Linked DNA regions of Mus musculus: region 1 is linked to region 2. Evidence: chromatin contacts called from public Hi-C data. All regions are on one chromosome and are shown on one strand. Each heading gives the region's core, a stretch centred on a gene start, on an enhancer-like site or on the middle of the called end of the contact. The rest is flanking DNA. Distances are from core to core; before and after follow the strand shown. Region 1 overlaps Rbfox2 (RNA binding protein, fox-1 homolog (C. elegans) 2). Region 2 overlaps Rbfox2 (RNA binding protein, fox-1 homolog (C. elegans) 2).

The links. A called contact is a pair of places that touch in the nucleus more often than the background predicts.
Region 1: a contact with region 2 is called in a Hi-C map of muscle stem cells, with 1.5 times the contacts expected there. The contact joins two enhancer-like sites. A contact is called at or near these places in 2 of 15 datasets of contacts at CTCF or cohesin (the NIH/3T3 cell line and embryonic stem cells), 19 of 484 Hi-C or Micro-C datasets (the AML12 cell line, the G1E-ER4 cell line, the HL-1 cell line and 7 more), 6 of 115 datasets of contacts at active chromatin or transcription factors (bone marrow-derived dendritic cells, cardiomyocytes, embryonic stem cells and 3 more) and 2 of 9 other capture datasets (adipose tissue and pancreatic islet).

What each region holds. Positions count from the first base shown.
Region 1 is chr15:77,211,153-77,216,107 of GRCm38.p6, forward strand. The region is part of intron 2 of Rbfox2 (RNA binding protein, fox-1 homolog (C. elegans) 2); the gene reads right to left. Among named protein-coding and RNA genes, the nearest start is that of Rbfox2, 93 kb to the right of the region's middle. Within about 2 kb of position 3,424, at least 147 of the 459 cell types and tissues checked have an H3K27ac peak or open chromatin away from gene starts, as enhancers often do. A contact at or near this core is called in muscle stem cells, where this site is marked.
Region 2 is chr15:77,125,385-77,129,749 of GRCm38.p6, forward strand. All of the region lies in intron 3 of Rbfox2 (RNA binding protein, fox-1 homolog (C. elegans) 2), which reads right to left. Among named protein-coding and RNA genes, the nearest start is that of 1700109K24Rik, 43 kb to the left of the region's middle. Within about 2 kb of position 2,612, at least 4 of the 459 cell types and tissues checked have an H3K27ac peak or open chromatin away from gene starts, as enhancers often do. A contact at or near this core is called in muscle stem cells, where this site is marked.

The DNA of each region.
Region 1 (4,955 bases), core at 2,174-4,673, 87 kb after region 2:
TGTTTGTGGTGTTTGGTTTGGTTTGGTTTGGTTAGGTTATTCATAGTTGCTAACTTAAAATCCCACTGAACTTCATTTGGGAGCACAGAAATTTCTATCCATAGCAAAAGTGTACAAATTTAATGAATGACTAACCAACTGTCTGTCCAAGAATCTTGAAATGTCTAAATAGGAAATCCTGGCCAAGAAGTCACCTAACCAGTCAATCCCCTTAGCTTCCTAACCTTGAGCACTCTCACTGAAGAATTAAAACTGAAGTTTAACATAGCATTACTGAGTACTGATAAGAGAAAACAGTCAAATATGGGCCAAGGAGTTGGCATGGCAGGTAAAGGCACCTTAGCCTGGTGACCTGAGGTCAATCCAAAGAACCCACAGAGTGGAAGGGGAGAACCAACTCCCAAAAGGTCCTCTGACTTCCACATGCACAGCCACACCCACACATAATCAATCAATCAATCAATCAATCTCTCTCTCTCTCTCTCTCTCTCTCTCTCACGCACACGCATGCACACACACACACACACCACCTGTATACCTAGTGTCCAAAGAGGCCAGAAGAGAGCATTAGACCCCCTAGAAAGTTGTTTGCTGCCAAGTGTGCTGAGCACCAAACCCATGTCCTCTGGAAGGGTGTCAAGTGCTCTTGGCCTTCCGAACCATCTCTTTGGCCCCCTTAGAATTTTTCAATTGCTGATCATATCATTTTTCTTTAGAAAATATTCTTTCAAATTGAAAAGGCCATGTACATGTGTAGCCCTACCCTGTATGTGAGAGCCAAACCAAAAGTCATCTGAGAAGAGGGACATGGGCTCCTCCAACTCGATTCACACATGCAGTCTGCTTTGATGATAAACAAATCTTAAATATTTCATTTCAACATTTTGGAATTTTATTCTCAAAACAAAACTGGCCTAGTTTCTTTTACATTTTTTATATTCCTTTGAATTGTTTAACATTCAAAATGTGCTTTACAGTTTGAAAGAGTAAATGAAGTCACCTCTTTTTCTGAGGCCACTTGTGGTAACTCTTAATCCATATGCATTGAACCAGTGCTGTCTAGTACGGTTTAAAATATTCTAGGGTCAAATAGCTGAAAGTTATACTTAAGCAATTTTACTATTTGCCCAACTTAAGACTAACAGGTGCTTTTAAAAAGTTTACATATACTGGTAGGAAGAAAACACACTGCTAAGGGTGTCAGAGATGAGCTGACAGTGATGGGGCAGATGCCAAAACTGTCACAAATGCTGTAATCAGGATAAGAGGGATAAAAAGCAAAGAGCTGCAATCAGGATAAGAGGGTTGAGAACCGGGCTCCTGACAGTTCCTGTTTTGCTTCTCCAATGGAAGGGCTGGTTTGTGGAGCTTCTGCTCTGAACTGCCATGTGCATCCAGCTTTACAGGGCGAGCTGTTAGGGAGAGAGCTGCCCTGCCTGTCTAGATAAACACAGCACCAACTCCTGGGTCTGAATGCAGAGGAAGGAGTGGGAGTCTTCTGAGCTAGCAAGAACTGACTGGAGCTTCTAAGAAGGTAGCTATCTAACTCCATACTAGACAGACTACACTGTTCTATCCCGGATCTAACCAATGGTTTTAACAACAAAGAGTTCCTAAAACTTAGTATAGACCACTAGTTTCAGGCCACGGCAATACAACACAAATGAATCCATTGTGATTTATTTTAATTATTTTTGGAAAATGGTTTATTTTTAGTAAATATTGTATCCCCCACATGGGAAGCTACAAACCATGCCAGAAATGTTCTTTGAGGAGATAAAATCCTATTAATAGACCTATCAGTTGCTCCTTACTTAGGTTGTAACATAGTTTCCACTTTAGCTGCTATGACCTCTCCTGACCCCTCCGAGCCAGAAGGCTGCTCTCATCTCAAGTCCCCACATTTATCTCTAGGTACTTAAGCGAAGCGAGCAAGGCTGCGAGGAGGAGAAAGAAGCTCCTTTCCGTAGGCCTTCTCCCACGGCAAAGTTTAAGGTAAATTCTGAGAGCTTAAAAGGACTCCTTCCTTTGGAATGCTTTGTGGCTCGGAACTAACTCTGTGGATGTTCAACAGTCATTCACAGCCGTGCTGCACGGCAAGCCACTCGTGGGGCAATGAAAAGCTCCAAGCCCTGCAGCGCCTTCATGTAAGCTTGAGCTCATCCTACTGTTCCCTAACCTAGGCCGGCTACACTGTGAAGCTGTCTCAAAACAAAAAACCCCAGTCTCTGAGTATAAAGCATAATATATTGTCTAACTTTTTAAAACCAAGGACTAAATGTAAAAGACTAATGTTTCCCTAAAAACTGTGATCTCAAGGGTTAGGGTTGCCAGCACCTCTACATTCTCACTTTAAAGGTTAAGGCGGGGGGGGGGGGGGGGGGGGGGATCAGTTGTAGTGACTCATGACATTAGCACCTACACTGAATGGCTGCTCTTCCAGAGAACCGAGGCTCAATTCCCAGCACCCACATGGCAGCTCACAAAGTCTAATTCCAGTTTCAGGGGATCAAACACTTTTCTCTTCTGGCCTCCACATGCACCAGGTATGCAAGTGGTAGACATACATGCAGACAAAACATGTAAAAATAAGTAAAAAAATTAAAACATACATATAAAAAAAACTAAGTGGGGTTGGCAAAATGTCTCAGCTGAGTTCAATCCCTGGGTTCCACAGTAGAAGGAAAAAACAACCAACTCCCTCAAATTGTCCTCTGGCCTCCAGACATGCACTGTGGTGTATGCACATGAACTATCACTCTCCCAGCCTCTGGCAGTACCCACGGCTGCAGCAGCAGCTGCTGCTGCTTGGCTCATGAAGAATGCCTAGACGACATCAGCCAGCAGCAAGCAGTAATGGCTCTTCAAGACAGGACTAAAAGCTAGGAGTTCAAGCGTTCGGCAGTGTACCAGAGTGAAATGGTTAGAAACACATCCAGGGCTTTCCCTGCCATCCAGTGGAATCTAGTCTGGGCAGTTAGAGCCAGATGGGCCTCCCTAGTAAAGTGACCTTGGGGAGTCAGTCGAACAGCCTCTCTAGCCTTCAGTTTTCTCATCTATAAAACTGAGTGAGCAGCATTTGCCCTGCTGAGTTGTGAGAATTTTTAAAAAGTAAGCTGTTTCAGAATAGCCATCTACTATAGGTCAAATGCCCCCCCCCCCATTCTCAGACCCTAGGGATGAAACGCAGGTGGTTTGTACCAGACTATGCCATAATCCTCCTCCTGTCTCTTTTCTTCCCCCTCTCATTTTGCAGAATAAGGCACCAAACCCAAGAAGGCGAGCGAGCTTTCCAAAGGTGCCACTGCTTGGTGGCCGGGTATGAGCTGAAGCAGCTCCTTCTCACTCAGTGACTGCACACATCGTGGGGTGGCTCAGAGTCAGTACTGTTGTCCCTTCTGTGACTCAGACACCCAAGAGTTAAACACTCAGCCTTAGTAGGTCTTGAGGTGCCAGGCAGGGCCTTATGGGGAGAGGCTGGAAGCACTGAAATCCATCCCTCCTTGTGATTGGTTGATTCCCAAAGGGGTGGGAAGAAGAAGAGAAAAGATTGCCATGGATCCCACAATAAACAACAGCAGGAGCCTCTATATGCTCAGGTTTTCCAGTAAATCTATGCCATATTTCTAAATACTTGTGACCACCCAACTCTAGAAATGGTAACTTCTGACCTTCATCAAAAACTAAAGTTTCTGCTATTGAAGGACTAAATTCCTAAGAGTACAGCTGGGATGACCGCATGCTTATTAAGGACAGTCTCATGTTTCCACAGTGCCCCCGCACTCAAGCTCTGGAGCTGAAAGCTGACACCGCCACCATCCCCCTTACTCAGCCTGTTTAACTCTGTTCATTTTTCCGCTCTGTCATCTTGGAAACATGACTTGGCTACTCAGTCCCATTCCCTCCTCTGATTTGTCTACTCTTTAAGAAAGATCTTATCAAGAAAGACAGGAAAAAAGAAAGGAAAGAAAAAGGAGAAAGGAAATGAGTAAAGAAAGAATAGTAGATAGGTAGATTGACTGATTTTGAAAGAAATCTATCTCATTGCAAGTTCTAACTCTGCAGTTATGTTAGGACACACAAGCTGAAGGAAGAGAGAAACCTAATACCATGCTAAATCCTTTGGGAGGTCTGCCCAAGTCCTTAAGCCAGGCTGGGGCCACTTATCTGAATTAGCTGAGGTGGTGCCCTTCAGTCCTGGCTACATTCTCTCCCCAGGACTTTCTCCGTCCCATTCCAAACTTTACAGGAAGTGTATCTGTTCTCTGACGGGAACTGGAGCAGCATTTGTTCTGCCTTGCAGCTGACAAGGACTCCACATGCTAACAGCAAGGAGCCACAGAAAACAGCTCTGTGTCCTTGGTACCTACACAGCAGCACAAATTCTAAACTGGGGAGGGGGTTGGGGGAGGGGTCCTGCTTAGCGGCAGAGCTTGGGAACCTAAATCAAGTCAGTGCAGGAATGAACTTGAGCTTACCTCTGGGTGGCCTCAGAACCAGGGCTGGGCCAAATCCTCCTCTGTCCAACCAAACCAACCAGAAATGGTGAACAGCCCTGTCTCTCCAGAAGTGGAGATTAGGGAAGACCTACAATCGCTCTGACCTCAAGGGCAAAAAAACCCCTTCAACACGGTTAGCTGAGGAACTAAGTGGCAGTCTTCCTACTGCTCCTGCCTGTGCTGGCTCTGCAGCCCACTTACACTATGCTGTTAATGCCCTTTGCAGACACAGGGGCTTCCTTAGAAGCACTGGTGACCAGGCAGGCTTTTCTCAGGAATGTTCAGCAAATTAACTACTCAGGGGAGACAGAAGCATAGCTGTTAGAAGCACAGGCTGGCCGTCAGGCAGGTCTAAGTTTAAATACCTGTGCAACCATTTTCAGCCTCTAAGACTCGGCCTCATTAAAGCTCAGTCTATGTATCTGCAAAACATAGCTTCTCCAAGTTGCCTTGGAA
Region 2 (4,365 bases), core at 1,362-3,861:
TGGAAAGACAGCAGTGAGTTCAGTCTGTAGTTCCATCACAATGCTCTTGCTGGTGGCAAGGAAAGCATTTTGAATAGAAAATAGATGGTATGAGCACCTTTCATTCTCCTACAGGGAATATGAAAAGGACCAGTTACCCACTGTTTCACCAAGGACCTTCTTGGGTTTTCTTTTGTTCTGTGCATGTGTGACATACTGCCACCAGCATGGTTTACTATCACTGTTTGGATTCCTGCTAGGCACTGGTAATTTGACCGACTATCGCTTTTGGACTGATGGCAAAAGCCAACAAAGGCAGTGAAATGGCAGGTGTTACATTGTAAACGCATGGAAACTGTTTAACCCAGCGGTCCCTCTAACAAAGTCTTGGGAACTGCCAGTGATCTGTGACCACACACAAATGCCCCATCCTGCATTCTCCTCCAACCCACTGCAGGCTTGTTATCCATCCATCCATCTATCTAACCATCCATCCATCTTTAAATATCAGGTATAGGGGATACAGGACCTGTCTCTTACTCTATATGTGTCTCATGTTCACAGAGGTCAGATGAGATGGAACTAGAACTTAAGTTATGGTGGTTGTGAATCACCAAGTACATACTAGAAATTGAACCTGAGTCCTCTGCAAGAGCAACAAATACTCTTAGCTGCTGAGCCAACTCTCCAACCCCAATAGTGTATTTCTAAATCTTACTACCAATCAGTCACAGAAGCTAATTATACCGTTGAGGTCTCTCTCATTAAAAGTGTTTTGTTTTGAAAAAGGGTAGACATTAGGCTTTTGAGAAAAATATAATTCAGTAGGTAGAATTTTAAAACCTGACTACTTCAAATGCTTTGGCTACTTAAGCTTGCTGTCCTTTAGAAATATTTGCAATGTAATAACTGGATTCCTGTCTTCTCTGTAGGCCAGGAGGCAGCCCCTAACTGGCTGGTGCTTTTGCCAGTGCATAACAAGAGACCAATGACCATCAAAACAAACTTAAAACTCTTAAAGGCAGACCAAATTTCTAAAATTCATTTAAAAAACAAACACTCTAGAACTCAGTGCTCAGTTCTTATCTTTAAATGAGAAGTCCTTTCTTTTCAACATGACAGGACTATCCAACCCAACCCAAGCAAGAGCTGGACTCAACAGCACAGCTCATAGCAATAAGCAGCATAAACACCAGCCAGGCATGGTAGTACACCTCAATACCAGGACGCAGAGGCTGAGGTAGAAGAATCTTTAGTTTAAGGCCTATCTGGGCTACAAAGTCAGCCTTGCCTCAAAAATCCCAGGCTGGGGATGTAACTCAGAGGTAAGCATTTGCCTAGCTATCAAATGCAACGTCCTGGGTTAATTTGTGGCACCGCCCATAAATGAGAAGACCTGAAGTGTTCATGAATTTCTAGTTTATGCTCGATGTACTCCAGGTCAGGTGGCTGCACTAGCTTCATTTCACAGAGAAGGAAAGTGAAACCCAGAGATAATGTGATTTACTAAAGACACTCTTTGACCAATACATGGCTAGCTACCTGCCTACTTACTTTACTGGTCCAATTCTGCACTCTTGAACTCATTTTTCTCTACACAGCCACCATGACCTCTAGTGCAAACCACACAGGACTCACTATAGCTGTGGCCACTCTCACTCCAGCTCCTGTACTCCTGCTGCCTAGGCTGTAAGATCACATTCTACTCATTTCATATCCTTCCTCAAAACCTCCAAGTCCCCTCTCCCCCAGTCTTATCGCAGTGTCCAAAAGCTCTTACCAACTTGTGCTCAAAGGATTTTTCTCCTACAGGCCTTCATCAAAACCCTGAACTTTGTCCAAATGGGAATCCATGCTTTGGTCTAGACATTTTGATTTCTTCTCTTCAACACTGAACCAAGAACCGATTTCTTAATCCTTCATACTACCATTTACTCAGGCCTGAAACTCTACTGCTGATATAAATACAAGGCCCAGATCAATTAGAATCTTTACCAGGAACCCAGCTTCTCCCTCCTGAGAACATCTGCATCTTGTTGCATCTTTTCTCCAAGAAGCATTGAGCGTCTGACACTGTGAGATGTTATGGGATGCAGAGATGAACAAAGAAAACTTTTTCTTTGGAGGCTTCAGAAAGTCAGGAAGATTTTCTGGTAACAAGCATACCTATATAGGCTGAGTAACATGATGCTCACAGCCTGGGAAGATTAATAAATATGCACATAATCTATTTCACTGGGTCTGAGTGGTGAGGGTGTAGATCTTTAATTCCCCACTTGGGCTGTTTTACAAGCCACAATCAAACAATTCGAAGAAGCATTTTAAACTGAAAGGTGCTATGCAAACTTAGGTTATGATTAATTAATTTGCTTCCTAGATGCCTCTTGGATTTAATTGGCCATATGAACTGCTAGACTGTTTTATGAGACACATAAGCAGATGGTAAAAGTTTAGTAGAATAAATGTTACATCTAAGTTTTACTACTCTACTTAATCTCTAAGCAACGCATCCCCATCTCCTACAAACGTGGAAGGAGGAGGGAGAAAATTCACAGTACTGACAGCAACAGGTGGCAAATCAGTAAGAACCCAACAGGACACATTTTGAGCTTGAGGTTATGGTCTGACTAGGATGAGGAGTGGATTAGTCAGATAGCTAAAAGGGAGATCCCAGGGTTGGGTGTGGTGAGGAGACTACAGAAAGGCTAGAAAAACTCTCCTTTTCCTAGGAGGCTGCAAAATAACACAGGTCAGAAGGGGTAAGGGATGGGAAGATAGAAACAATGGAAAGGAAACCCAGGGCAGACTTGAGAATGAGCTGGCTCAATGCTGAATGCACCCCTAATGGCCAGGCAGCATCTGCCATCTAGCAGGGGAGAGTAGAGAGAGAGGTCAGAAACATTACCAGGCAGAAGCATCAGTGTCCTTTCAATGTCATTCTACTGTGGACAAACGACATAGTGTGCACATGTATTCTCTCAGAAAAAAACTAAGACAAAGTTACTACTTATAGAAAGTAGGAAACTGCAAAGTATGACCCAGATTCAAAACATTAGCATTAACTCGCAATGAACCCAGGCCCGGATGCTGGACTGAACATGATGCCAATAAGCACATACAAATAAAGCTAAGGAATTAAAGGATAATATTCATATATATGAATAATGATGACAGGAGCAATTCCAGAGTTAAAAAGTGATACAAATAAATTCACTAGGCCAAGAGACAAGACTGAGTCCACTGTCCTTTAATTCCTCCCTCTCCTCCCCAGCGAGTGCATGTGCCAGACAGCTTTCTCTGTGTAGCGCTAAATATTCTGGAACTTGCCTGTGCCTCTAGAGTGCTGGGATTAAAGGTGTGTACCACCATTGCCCAGCTTGAAATTAATGAAGTTTTAAGAATGTCTTGAAATAAGCCAGGCGTGGTGGCACACGTCTTTAATCCTAGCACCTGGAAGGCAGAGGCAGGTGGATTTCTGAGTTCGAGGCCAGCTTGGTCTACAAAGTGAGTTCTAGGACAGCCAGGGATATACAGAGAAACCCTGTTTCAAAAAACAAAAACAAACAAACAAACAAACAAACGAATGTATTGAAATGAAAAATCAGAACAATCTGCCTCCTTTTTGGGTTCCACTTATAAGGACTTTTATAGGGAAACTTATAGCTTAAACACAGAATGAAGAAACCTTGAAAATCAACTGCCTTAGCTTCCAACTTGAAAAGCTAAAAATGGGGCTGGAGAGACAGTTCAGTGTGGAGTACTATCTGTTCTTCCAGAACCTGGGTTAGATTCCTAGTACTCACACGGCAGCTCACAACCACTGTAACTCCAGCCCCAGGGGATCTGATGCCCTGTCTGCTCTCTGAGGGCACAGAATACATGTGGTGCACAGACACAGGCAGTCGCCTGACATAAAGTAAAATGTAAAGGAGTCGTCACAGACCGAACAGGGAGGAAGACAGTGAAGGTCAGAACGGGACTGTAAGCCTTGAGATCGGGAGACAGCGCAGCTGGGTGGGTGCTTGCCTCCGAGTGAGGACCTGAGTTCCACCCCCAGAACTGCCTGCAATCCTAGCTCTGGGGAAGCCTGTTGGTCAGCCAGCCTTGCCTGCAGTGAGCTCCAGGTCAAGGAACAAACAAGAGAGGTAGCTCCCTGGAACCACAGCTGAGTTTGTTTTCCAGTCTCCACATGCAGGTATACATATGTGTATGGTTCCTATGTGCCTCCACATCAATATACACTCACATACTCACACAAAAACAAATAGAAATGTTAATTTATAGACTGGTCAGAGAAGACCTAAGTTATTAAAACTAAGGAGAGCCAGGTGTAAATAACTGAGAGCTTTTCCACCCAGGCATGAGCTCCCTGAAATAACGACTCTA